2 separate regions of the Mus musculus genome follow, and region 1 is linked to region 2. Evidence: chromatin contacts called from public Hi-C data. All regions are on one chromosome and are shown on one strand. The core of a region is the stretch at or near the end of the contact, and the rest is flanking DNA. Distances in the headings are between cores, read along the strand shown. Region 1 holds the start of Cdk14 (cyclin-dependent kinase 14). Region 2 overlaps Cdk14 (cyclin-dependent kinase 14).

Region 1 (5,544 bases), core at 1,446-3,945, 60 kb after region 2:
ACATGGTGATGTTGGGTCGTTTGTTTATCCTTTGACCACTCAATGAAGAAAAGTAGGTAAGAAGGGACAAACAGAAATCGGAACTGATCCTCACCATGTTATAGATGATGTATCAGATAGTGTTATTCTGTCTCATTTGATCTCCACAATTATACAACTCTATGCAGGTGAGGATGCAGGAATTTAAGTGAATTACTGGTTGCCAAGGAAAAGAGAGGGCCAGGCTCACAACTGTCCAACTCCAACGCTTACCATGTTTTTAGGATGTTATACTACAAATCTGTAGCCACTTCTCCTCTTCTTCCTTTCTACCTATAACACTATCATGTCAGTATGATCTGATCCCTAATAATGACAACACGTTGCAAACATTTATTGAGTCCTCATTGCATGCCACACAAGACACTGCGTCATCATTTCACCAAGTGGGGAAAAAACCCACAGACCACATCCCTTGCTTATAAACTATATGAACCCATAGAAAAATCTCATTGCATTGTCTCTCGGTCCTCAAAAACATCCTTCAGTCAGCAAACTGAGTTCACTGCCTCTGAGTGTGAGGGAAAACATAGAAGATGACTTTTTCAGTAGTGCTCTTTCTAATAAATATCCTGGGTTTGGTGCATACACAACAAAAATCACTTAAAAATGTCAATAATTTCTTTCACAATGTACCACAGTAAGATCTGCTCTTCTGAGTCCTCTTTCAATAAAGACATTATCAGCTTTCTTTACTGAGCTGTACTGTTTCCTAGAGAATGGACATAAAGGCCACATAATCATACCAGGCATTGGTGAGGAGCGTTAGACTCAGAAGGGAGCTCTCACACGACTAAAGCCGAGGAATCCAGGAAGCCCAATTAACTATAATATCTACTGCCAACACTGCAGTTAATCCAAACAGTACTGATTGGCCATCAAACCCTAAAATTATTTAAACATACAGGATTTTTATATTATTACCCTTGGTTTCTTACTGAGACTCAACTGCAATGAATTATTTAACACAAAACTGGAGGGGCTCCAACGGAATCATTAGCATTAGTAACTATCTAGCTAATGTGCTTTAGAACAGGCCCTAATGGACTCCAGAACCCGCCTGGGTGGTGTTTTGGGTCCAGCCCTGAAACATCCTTGTTAATAATGCACAGACTCCACACCTCACTCTCACACTCCTCTTGGCTTCAAACTTCACTTGAATGTAGGACTCCACACTCACAGGCCTAACTCAGAAAAATGAGTCTGTGTACATTCAACGCATGTAATAAGTAAAGGCACGACTAATATGACTTCTGCACATGATTTACAGTGTTCTCAGGAAAAGCAAAGTGTCAAACAAAATTGATAATAATAATAATAATAATAATAATAATAATAAGCTTGACTAAATATTTATCCATGTTTTCATAGTTCATTGTCCATACATGCAAACTGTCTTCAGACTGCAGACACTCACTGGCACATCAGGGCTTTAAGGAATTAGCTTATGATTAATTAATTAACTTTCACTAACATAACAGGTGAGCCAAAGGCCAGAAGGTATGCTGGGACACTCCCATGTGTTGGCTTGGGGCTTATAGGATTCCCTTGCTTTGCACAGTTACCTGTATCAAAGAAAGTTAAGGACCAAAGTTTAGGTAGCAGCTATGCCTCCAGGTTTACAGGCACTTTCTGCCACCAACACTCAAGATTCAACAAACCCATTCCACCGGACACAGCTGTCATCTTGCTGCAGCCTATAGCATGTATTCATTAAGTATCCTAAACATTCCTTGAGCGTTTTGTTTTGTTTTGTTTTGTTAATGCTGTGTGTTTATGCTCTGTTAAGTTGGTTGATTTTTTTTTTAAAGAAGACAATAGCCTCTGGACTGCACTAATGGAGCAAGTTCAGGAGACATATTCATAAATGTCTCCACAACTTCACAGCTCACCCTTCACCACAGCAGCTGGAAGGTTTCAAGACCTACAAACCGAACACCCAAACCTCCAATTATAGGACCCGGAGTACGGAACAAAAGGTCCCAAGGTATCTGTCCCACTTCCTCTAGGTTGAGTACATTAAACAACATCAGGCACATGTCAACGTTTCAACAATTCCCAAAGCTAAATTATTGGCTAAGCACTTAAAACCAACTCGCTTTAAGTAACCTAGGTGGCCACAGAAACCCGATGGCGGTGGGGACCGGGTGTTCCCTCTCCGGTTCACTGCGGGCGCCAAAGATACTATTGGCGGGGAGGAGGAACTCAAATTGGAGGCTTAAGACAGTCCACGAACGAAGCCCAGGTCCTGGGGGCAGAGGGATGGCCCTCCAGCTGGTCCCTGCCCTAGCCTGGAGTCCTCTCCTTCATCCCTGGTTCGCAGCTCACCCCGAGGTGGCAGCCGCCTGGTTGGTGCCCGGAGCACGGAGTGGGCGCGGGGACTGAGGGAGCGAGCCCCGGGATCGCCCGCAGGACACTGGGGACAGTCGACTACACTCACCGATGCGGCTGAAACTCTCGGACAAAGTTCTCCTCAACTTCTTCATCTTGCCGATCTTCTCGGCCGGCTGCGGTTCAATGAGGTCGCACATCTGGGCGGCGTAGGGCCCCGGCAACTTCGCGAAACTGGTCCAGCGCAGCGCAGCGCAGCGCAGACAACGGCGGGCGAGGGCGCGCGGCGCGGGGAAGGCGGCGCCTCGTCCTGCTCCTCCGCCTCCGCCTCCTCGCGGGCCGCGGGCGACGCGCAGCGCTCGCCAGGCTGCGGGGCTCGGGCCTGGGCCGAGGCTGGGCGCGCGGGGGCGTCTTACGTGGTGCCGGGGGCTGCCGCCATCCCCGCCGCCCGGGGGCCCCCGCGCTGCGCGGCCGCCCGCCGCATTTTCCCTCCTTTGTAAGCAAGAGCCGCGCGGCCGCGGCCGGAGATGGGGGTCCGCGGACGAGGAGGCGCAGGCGGCTGCGGACCGGGCGAGCGGGACAAGTTCCCCAGCCCGAGGGGCGGCGCTGCACGGAGACCTGCGACTGCCCTCGCCGGAGGCCTGGCGCCCGGGACCCCCGCGCGACCCCGCGCCGCGCTCCGGCTCCGAATCCGACTCCGACTCCCAGGCCTCCGCCGCCCTCCCGGACCCGCCGCGCCCGGGCGGCGCCCCCTCCCGGCCGCCCGCGCTCCGCCCGCCGCGGCCGCGCTCCTTCCGCGCGCTCCGGGACCGCAGCCCGCAGGCGGGCCAGTCCACCCGGTGCGGTCCGTGTTGGCCCACGACCCGGAAATGTTGGGGAGTGTCCGACGAGGTGCTCGAAGACCTTGGGGACGCATTCGGGTTTAGGATAGACTTTATGGCGTGGGGTGGTTGGTTTTAATTTGCAGGGAAAGTGGGTGCTCCAAAGGGCAGGAGAGGCCCCATTTTATTGGGGTACAGTGCAAAAGCTGAAAATGCTCCCCACCCCGGAACTTCTAGAAGTCAGGGCACCTGCGTTTTGCCTCAGCCCTGTCTCTGGGTGACAGGAATGTCACTGTGGGTGACTCCTCAGCAGGATACTCTGGTCATCGGTAAACTTACAACCTATTGTCACCTCCTTTCCCCACTTCAGTGAATGAACTTGAAAAGGATCTTAAGAGTGGCTTTTTTAAAAAGCCCCGGGACAAACAGTTCCGGCAGAAAACAGTCTTTTTTTTTTTCTAATAAATGAGGTGCTCCAAACGTCAGTCTCCCAGGGGAGGGTGAAGGAAGATGGGGGTTGGCCTGGTGTACTGATTATGGGCCAGCAAAGTCCTTATGAAAGAAACGTTAGTGATCTTGAGTCATCTGGCTGGGTAAGTAATAGGAGCTTTTGTGGGTGTGACAATGCTGTTTAGTTTAAAGGAAGTTTTGGGGAGTTTGTGTTTTGTCGAAAGATGTTTATCTTAAAACAAAAACTAGCCCCCTGCCTTCCTTAAATTGTGAGGTAGAACACTGATTTGTTCTGCCCTGTGCTGAGCACATTACAGGGTTTTGGTAGATTGCCACTGATAAAAAGCTGCTAGCTAGTCAAGCCAAGCCCCTAACAGGAGAGAGCCAGGAATCCATAGCAAAGTCAAGAGAGTTTAAACGCAGGGATGTTGGGTCCTGACAGCCATATCTCAGTAATTACAGAAAGCACCAACTGTGGCTTCATGCAGGAAAAAAAGTTTTATTGACATTTACCACTTGGTCAGACTAATTAGAAAATTAGCAGTTACAACTGAACTCACAGAGAGAGAAACAGAGACAGAGTGAGACACAGAGACACAGAGAGATAGAGACAAAGAGAAAAAAGAGACGGAGAGAGATCCAAACACTGATGCCTTCTTCCAGTCAACAAAGTTGAAAAAATAGCTAATGATAAAACCTTAGAGCGCTATGTATCTGCAGCTGTACTGCTGTCTCCTTTAGAAATGTCTGATCTGAGTACAGAGAGACACAGGCCCAGTGTCGTGGCTCAGTAGTGAGTGTTTGCAGCCGGCATGCTTTGTGTACGTGTGCTGTGCGTGTACCTGCACGTGCATGGGTGTGATAGCCTTTGTGTACATGTGCTGTGCGTGTACCTGCACGTGCATGGGTGTGATAGCCTTTGTGTACATGTGCTGTGTATGTGTACCTACACGTGCATGGGTGTGATAGCCTTTGTGTACATGTGCTGTGCGTGTACCTGCACGTGCATGGGTGTGATAGCCTTTGTGTACATGTGCTGTGTATGTGTACCTACACGTGCATGGGTGTGATAGCCTTTGTGTACATGTGCTGTGCGTGTACCTGCACGTGCATGGGTGTGATAGCCTTTGTGTACATGTGCTGTGCATGTACCTGCACGTGCATGGGTGTGATAGCCTTTGTGTACATGTGCTGTGTGTGTACCTGCATGTGCATGGGTGTGATAGCCTTTGTGTATGTGTGCTGTGCATGTACCTGCACGTGCATGGGTGTGACATCCTTTTTACCTTCCCAATATTTCTAATATTCTAAACTTTGAAAAGCCAGTTTACAATCTATGCATACAAAGCTATTGTTTGTGACCGTTTTTTAAAATAACATGAACTTGTGTCACTATATCTAGGGTTAGTAGGGGAAAACATTTAATATTAAGCTGTGGCAAAATATGCAAAATATATATATACATTTCTGAAATTTACGAAATTTCTGGAAACAAAAGGAGAAACTTAAGAGAATATTCTAGATGGGGCACAACTTTGTCCTTAGACGTTATACTTGAAAGTAGAATCTGAGTATTTTGCCCCCCAAATGCATTAATTTTATGTTGCAAAAATACTAACTTACAACATCATGGGTATTAATTTCCCTTTTCTGTCTCGACTCCAGACGTCCAGCCCTGTGCACTAAAGCAGAGCAGTACATCTGGCAGATGAGACCTGTGTCCAGTGACAAGCCAAGTGAACCCTGGCAACTGAATAGCCAGCTTTCTGCTCCATGTTTGTACGACACTGGCACGTTATGCAGGAAGCCTACAGAATAGAGAAGGAAATTAACTTCATGCTTTTGAGATATGTGTACTTCTGTTTAAGGGTTCAACGTGTGTGTGTGTGTGTGTGTGTGTGTG
Region 2 (5,021 bases), core at 1,038-3,537:
TGCATAAAGGAGCATTATTAAACTACCCAAAAGAATGAAAGACTGTTACATACAATAGCAATATATCATAGAAATTATGATTCACAAGAAATTCCTCCCATGCAAAACCTATTTAGTGAATAAATACTATGGTCGAAGAAGGTTCGTGGCAAAGATCTGAAAATACATTACATGTCAGTCTCATCTCTGGTGGGATGGTGGTAGTAATTAAATCATGAAGGTAGAAATTAATTAATCATAAGGGTGGTGTTAGCACCTTTACTAGGAGGACAGAAGAGCAAAGCTTCACTCCATCTGGTCACCCTACAAATTCCAGCATTCTACAACCTAGAATAGCACCCTCACCGAACCTTTACTAGGCTGATGTTCCCCATGTCAGACCTGCAGCCTTCAGAACTGTTACTGTAAAGACAAAGAACCTCACTAGTAAATGCTGCTGTAAGACACCAGGATACAGTTATTTTGCTACACCAGCCTGGAGAAGCCAGGGTAGTACTGTGATGTCATTCCAGGAAATCTTTAGAAACAAAAATTAAGGACGTAGTTGTCAGTGGAGAGAGGGGAAATGCAATCAGATCGGCGTTTGATTTTAGGGTGATGAAAATGTTGAAAAGCTGCAATATTGTCCTAAGACAGTATTAGAAAAGCAGAAAAAAACAGTGGCTCACAAGGGATCCTGTTCCTGGAGAAAAATAAAACTAGACTTTGTAGCAAAACAAGACCAAAGCCATCCGCTGGATCTATAGCCCTAGCGGACGTCCGCTGGATCTATGGCCCTAGCGGAGCTACTCTTGCTCTGTGGTCCCTGGCTCCCTTACAGTGTAAAGAGAGCTCATAGTGTTCACATTTGTGGTAAAACTTAAATATTCAGCGACATTCTTAGCATGGAGTAACAAGGCCAGACAATAACTTCTCACGCTAAGCCCCATGCAATGGCTCACACCTGTAATCCCAGTACCCGAGAGGTAAGGCAGGAGGATGGAGACATTCAAGGACATCCTCAGCTACACAGTGAAGTCAAAGGCAGTCGGAGATACAGAAGACCCTGACTAAAAACAGCCAGAAATTAAACGTTTGTACTTTAGTCGCTAAGTCCAGCAGGCCATTAGTTAAAGCTTAAGGCAAGCCTTGGGAAAACAAATGACTCCCTAGAGCTGTGCTCTTCCCTAAAGCAGCCACTGGCAGCATGCGGTTACCTAAGTGAACTAACGTTAACAGTTCAGTTCTTCAGTCCCAAAAGCCACCTTTTACAGAGTGGACAGTAAGAATTATACAAAAGGGGCACTATTACACAGCACGGGTCTAGAAAATATAAAATGGTCATTGACAGGGATCCAGGACATCTCTGCCACCACGGCTCTAGAGAAGTAAAGATATTCAGATTAACTATCAGGGTTCATACCAGCCCTTAGGCCTTTATTCTAGCTTCAGTTTCTAACATTCTCTACCCAGGGTTGCATAAGAAAATAAAAACATGAAGAAAAGATTGGATTAACAAATTGCATTGAAAACAAACACACACACACACACACACACACCTCTTTGAGCAAGAAACAAAAATAAACTTGCAACCAAAGTCCTGATCATAGTTAATGATCCAGAGTGCTGAGTAAGCTCTCTCAGCATGTAAAACTATGATAGTCTCTTCATTCCACAAAACGAAGTCATTAAGGAAGTGAGATACTGTCATAGGAGCAGTCATCGCTAACAACCGAATGTTTATGGCACTAATCTTTATCAATAAATCTCTTAGAAAACATTTTGAAATACCACTTTCTGTGTGGCGTGACCTGGTTGATGTCAACAGGGGGCTTAAATATCCAAGAGCAACAAAAAATTATCAATTTTTGCCAGTAATTGTCTACAAAATATTTTCCTCATTATTGCTAGTTTTGTTATAAGTATAAAAAACACTTCCTGTTTGTGACTTGGAGTAAGAACAAGGAAGTAGAAAGTTGTTCCTCGCTCTCACTTTCTCTCAGTCACACAGACAGCAGTGCTCACCGAGTGTTCCTGGGAACAGGGCGGGGCCAGCTCAAGAGGCTCCAAGCCCCCACAAACTAAAATGAAAGCACTTGTTGGCTTCGTCCAGCAAGATCCTAGACCACTGTGTATGACATACTGAGCTTCAGATGCCAAAATATTAAGGTCAGACTTATGGTGGAACATTGGATAATAATTTTAAAACTCCCCCATTGCAGCTCCAAAGCTTTCACAGTCAAGCCCTCTGAAGGAAGCAAAGGAGGCCCCAGAAGAAAGGGGTTAGCGTTTGGTTTTCAAGAGGGTACATTTGGTTTGCCTTATTCCAGCTGTCGTATACTAGTAATTATGCCTGCCAAGTTGCAAAGCACTTTCCCCTGAGAGCTGTAAATGTTCTAAAAAGATGGGCTAATCTATGTTTGCAAGACCCCCAAGCAGCATGAGGGGCTTGCTATTCTCTAAAATGCAAAAAAAAAGAGCTGAGGTAACTTCACTAGAATTAAGCCCCTGCAAGTTAGATTTTCAGCTGGGAATGTATGTGTGCTGGCTCACACCACAAGCAACAAACCAGAAGAACTAACAGACCACAGGAACTCCAAGATCTTTCAACATGAGTCAATCTCTCTGAAGAAAGGCTGGCAAAGTCCCAGGATGTCCAACCCCCTGGCAGAATTACTAATGGCCACAGGAAACCATGAAGAATGAATGCCCTTTTGCCTACTCCACAGCAAGCAGGAGCCATATTAGCATCCCAAAGATGTGGTCACACTCCAGATCTGCATGTGAAATGTGTATAGAGCTTTCACTCTGAAATGCATCACTCATGTAAGGTTATGAAGTAGGTAAGTATTTACACTGATTTATATCAGATAATCAGCAAGCATCTCACCTCTAATTCTCAGCTTACACACAAATATGTGATTAATAATGTAAGAGGTCAGCATTTGCCGATGGCTTTGACCAGATCAACAAATTCCATTTACAGGATTAGAAATTGTATTACTCATCTGAAAATCAGTAGTTTGCCCCCAAAATTCTTCTTTCCTCAGGCAGATGAGTGGACTGAAGTACATGCTGTGAAACTCACAAAGAATCAATAAAACGGTTAAGAAGAAAAGAAAAAAGTAAAGTAATGAAAGAAAACATAGGCAGACAAGGTTATCACTAGCAAATGGTTCTGAGAGGGTCAAAGAGTGAGAGAATTGCTGAAGTTCAGGCAAGGAGCAAGTACTGAGAGAAGGGAGGGCGGGCCGCAGAGAGACACAGGGAAAGCTATAGAGAAACAGGTAGGAACTGACAAAGAGGAGCAGAAGAAATAAACATCCAGTGTCCTGCACTTGCCTCTGAGCTCCTAAATTCTTCTCACTGCTCAAATCCGGCTGCAGGATATTAGGTACAGGTGTTTCTTGGTGAAATCCACAGTGTGTCCCACAGTCTGTCCTCTGTCCACACATCTCTACTTGCAAATGTCCATTGCAGTGAGGCATCGGTCTGGTTCGAGATCTCTGCTTCCATGACTTGACACCATTACTAGAGGATCTTCATTAGGACTCCTGCTTATCCTGTTGTTGCCCTGTCTCCTGCGGCTCCTGCAGGTTTGGGTCAGCAGGACTGGCCCTTTCATTCATCCCAACTGTTTGCAGATTTGTAGATTTGAGGGGTGGGTCAATTCAGAGCTAAGAGCAGCATGGAGAAGACATCAGACCATCTCACGACACTCACAGAAACAATGCAGCCCCAGATAAGAGGCATCTTCACTATTTTGAGATCAGTCAAAATCCTAATTTCTGTCACTCTACCAATGTATGTCTTTGAGCAAATGAGTTGACATTTTAGCCTCAGATTCATCACTTGTAAAACACTACTAACTGGAGATACAAATATTAAATAAGAGGAAAAGATGTTCAAAGCCTGTGTCTAGGGAGCACCCTTGTCCCCCTGCACGTATCTAAGCACAGTATCTACCGCACCAGGACTCACTTGCTTTCACCCCTTCTCACTGTTAATACTGCTGCTGCTCTCCCCGGACACACAGTAAGGGGGTTCTGGACAGACAAGAGCTGGGCCTTTCTTCTCCACTGCCATGTTCCAAATGCACCTCCCCAAAATAGAGTTTTACAAACTGCAAAAGGGTAAGTGTGCAGTAAAGACGTGCGCAGGCCCTCTGGTAGACATAGAAAGGCTGAGTCAGTCCACTGCCCTGAAGAACAGAGGTAGCGCTAATGGCATTGCTGCCTGGTTATTTGGGTCCTTAATGCTCTCCTCTGATTCTTCAGTTCATATAACTATGCTTCCTCGTGTGCCATTATCCTTATGTACAGTACAAGTCACTCAGCAGATAGACCTTCTCAGCAAGTGCTTCAAATGTTAATATACACAAGCTATCAATCATTCCAACTGGGGACAAGAAGAAAAAGAGGGAATTAGGGTTTGCAAACAGAAACGGGAAATAAAGCAGATGGCGAGGCAGGGATAAGTGTCTCGGGGAAAATGAAAGAAAATGAGAGGAAATGAGTCTCGGCCTGGAGGCGCCCCCTGGTGCACTGGAGGCCACTGTGCAGCAGATGGAAGATGCCCCAGCAGCAGGCCCTCAGGCAGCCAGAGCTGGGTGGCAACACGAACTTACCTCCCATGCCCACGGTGATGGGAGCGGACTTCTTCTTTAAGCTCCCAGGTTCAAATCATTTCACAAGACTACCTAGCATCACAGAATACCTGTATTTCTGGACCTATTAGAAGGAGGAGGCTGGAGACATCCTGCGGGAGACCCGCTTCATAAAATGAGGGCAGAGATTCAGAAGCACTGAAATTTAGACACTCAACATATAGACAAAGGAGTGAATTTGAAAGAGTGCCTTCTCGATGTAACTTTCATGCCAAAGACTCACACATACACAGAAAATCAGACTGCAATCACGCCCTGCAACGGTCAGGGATGAGGTGTCTAGAAACCCGAATACCTGCATCGGTGTGTGGGGAAGCAGAAACCACACACAACAGGCATTTTAAATGTAGGGATTGAATATAAGATATTGGACACA

What was found. A called contact is a pair of places that touch in the nucleus more often than the background predicts.
Region 1: a Hi-C map of conventional type 1 dendritic cells shows a contact between it and region 2, with 2.2 times the contacts expected there. The contact joins the promoter of Cdk14 here to the enhancer-like site in region 2. A contact is called at or near these places in 14 of 484 Hi-C or Micro-C datasets (the C2C12 cell line, the MC38 cell line, the MC3T3-E1 cell line and 10 more), 4 of 115 datasets of contacts at active chromatin or transcription factors (bone marrow-derived macrophages, embryonic stem cells and pancreatic cancer cells) and 1 of 9 other capture datasets (adipose tissue).

What each region holds. Positions count from the first base shown.
Region 1 is chr5:5,377,556-5,383,099 of GRCm38.p6, forward strand. It overlaps Cdk14 (cyclin-dependent kinase 14), which reads right to left and starts at 2,696. Exons shown (of 15, transcript NM_011074.3): 1 at 2,480-2,696. The coding sequence starts at 2,570.
Region 2 is chr5:5,318,359-5,323,379 of GRCm38.p6, forward strand. The region is part of intron 2 of Cdk14 (cyclin-dependent kinase 14); the gene reads right to left. Among named protein-coding and RNA genes, the nearest start is that of Gm30151, 50 kb to the right of the region's middle. Within about 2 kb of position 2,288, at least 123 of the 459 cell types and tissues checked have an H3K27ac peak or open chromatin away from gene starts, as enhancers often do. A contact at or near this core is called in the C2C12 cell line, the MC38 cell line, adipose tissue and 10 more, where this site is marked.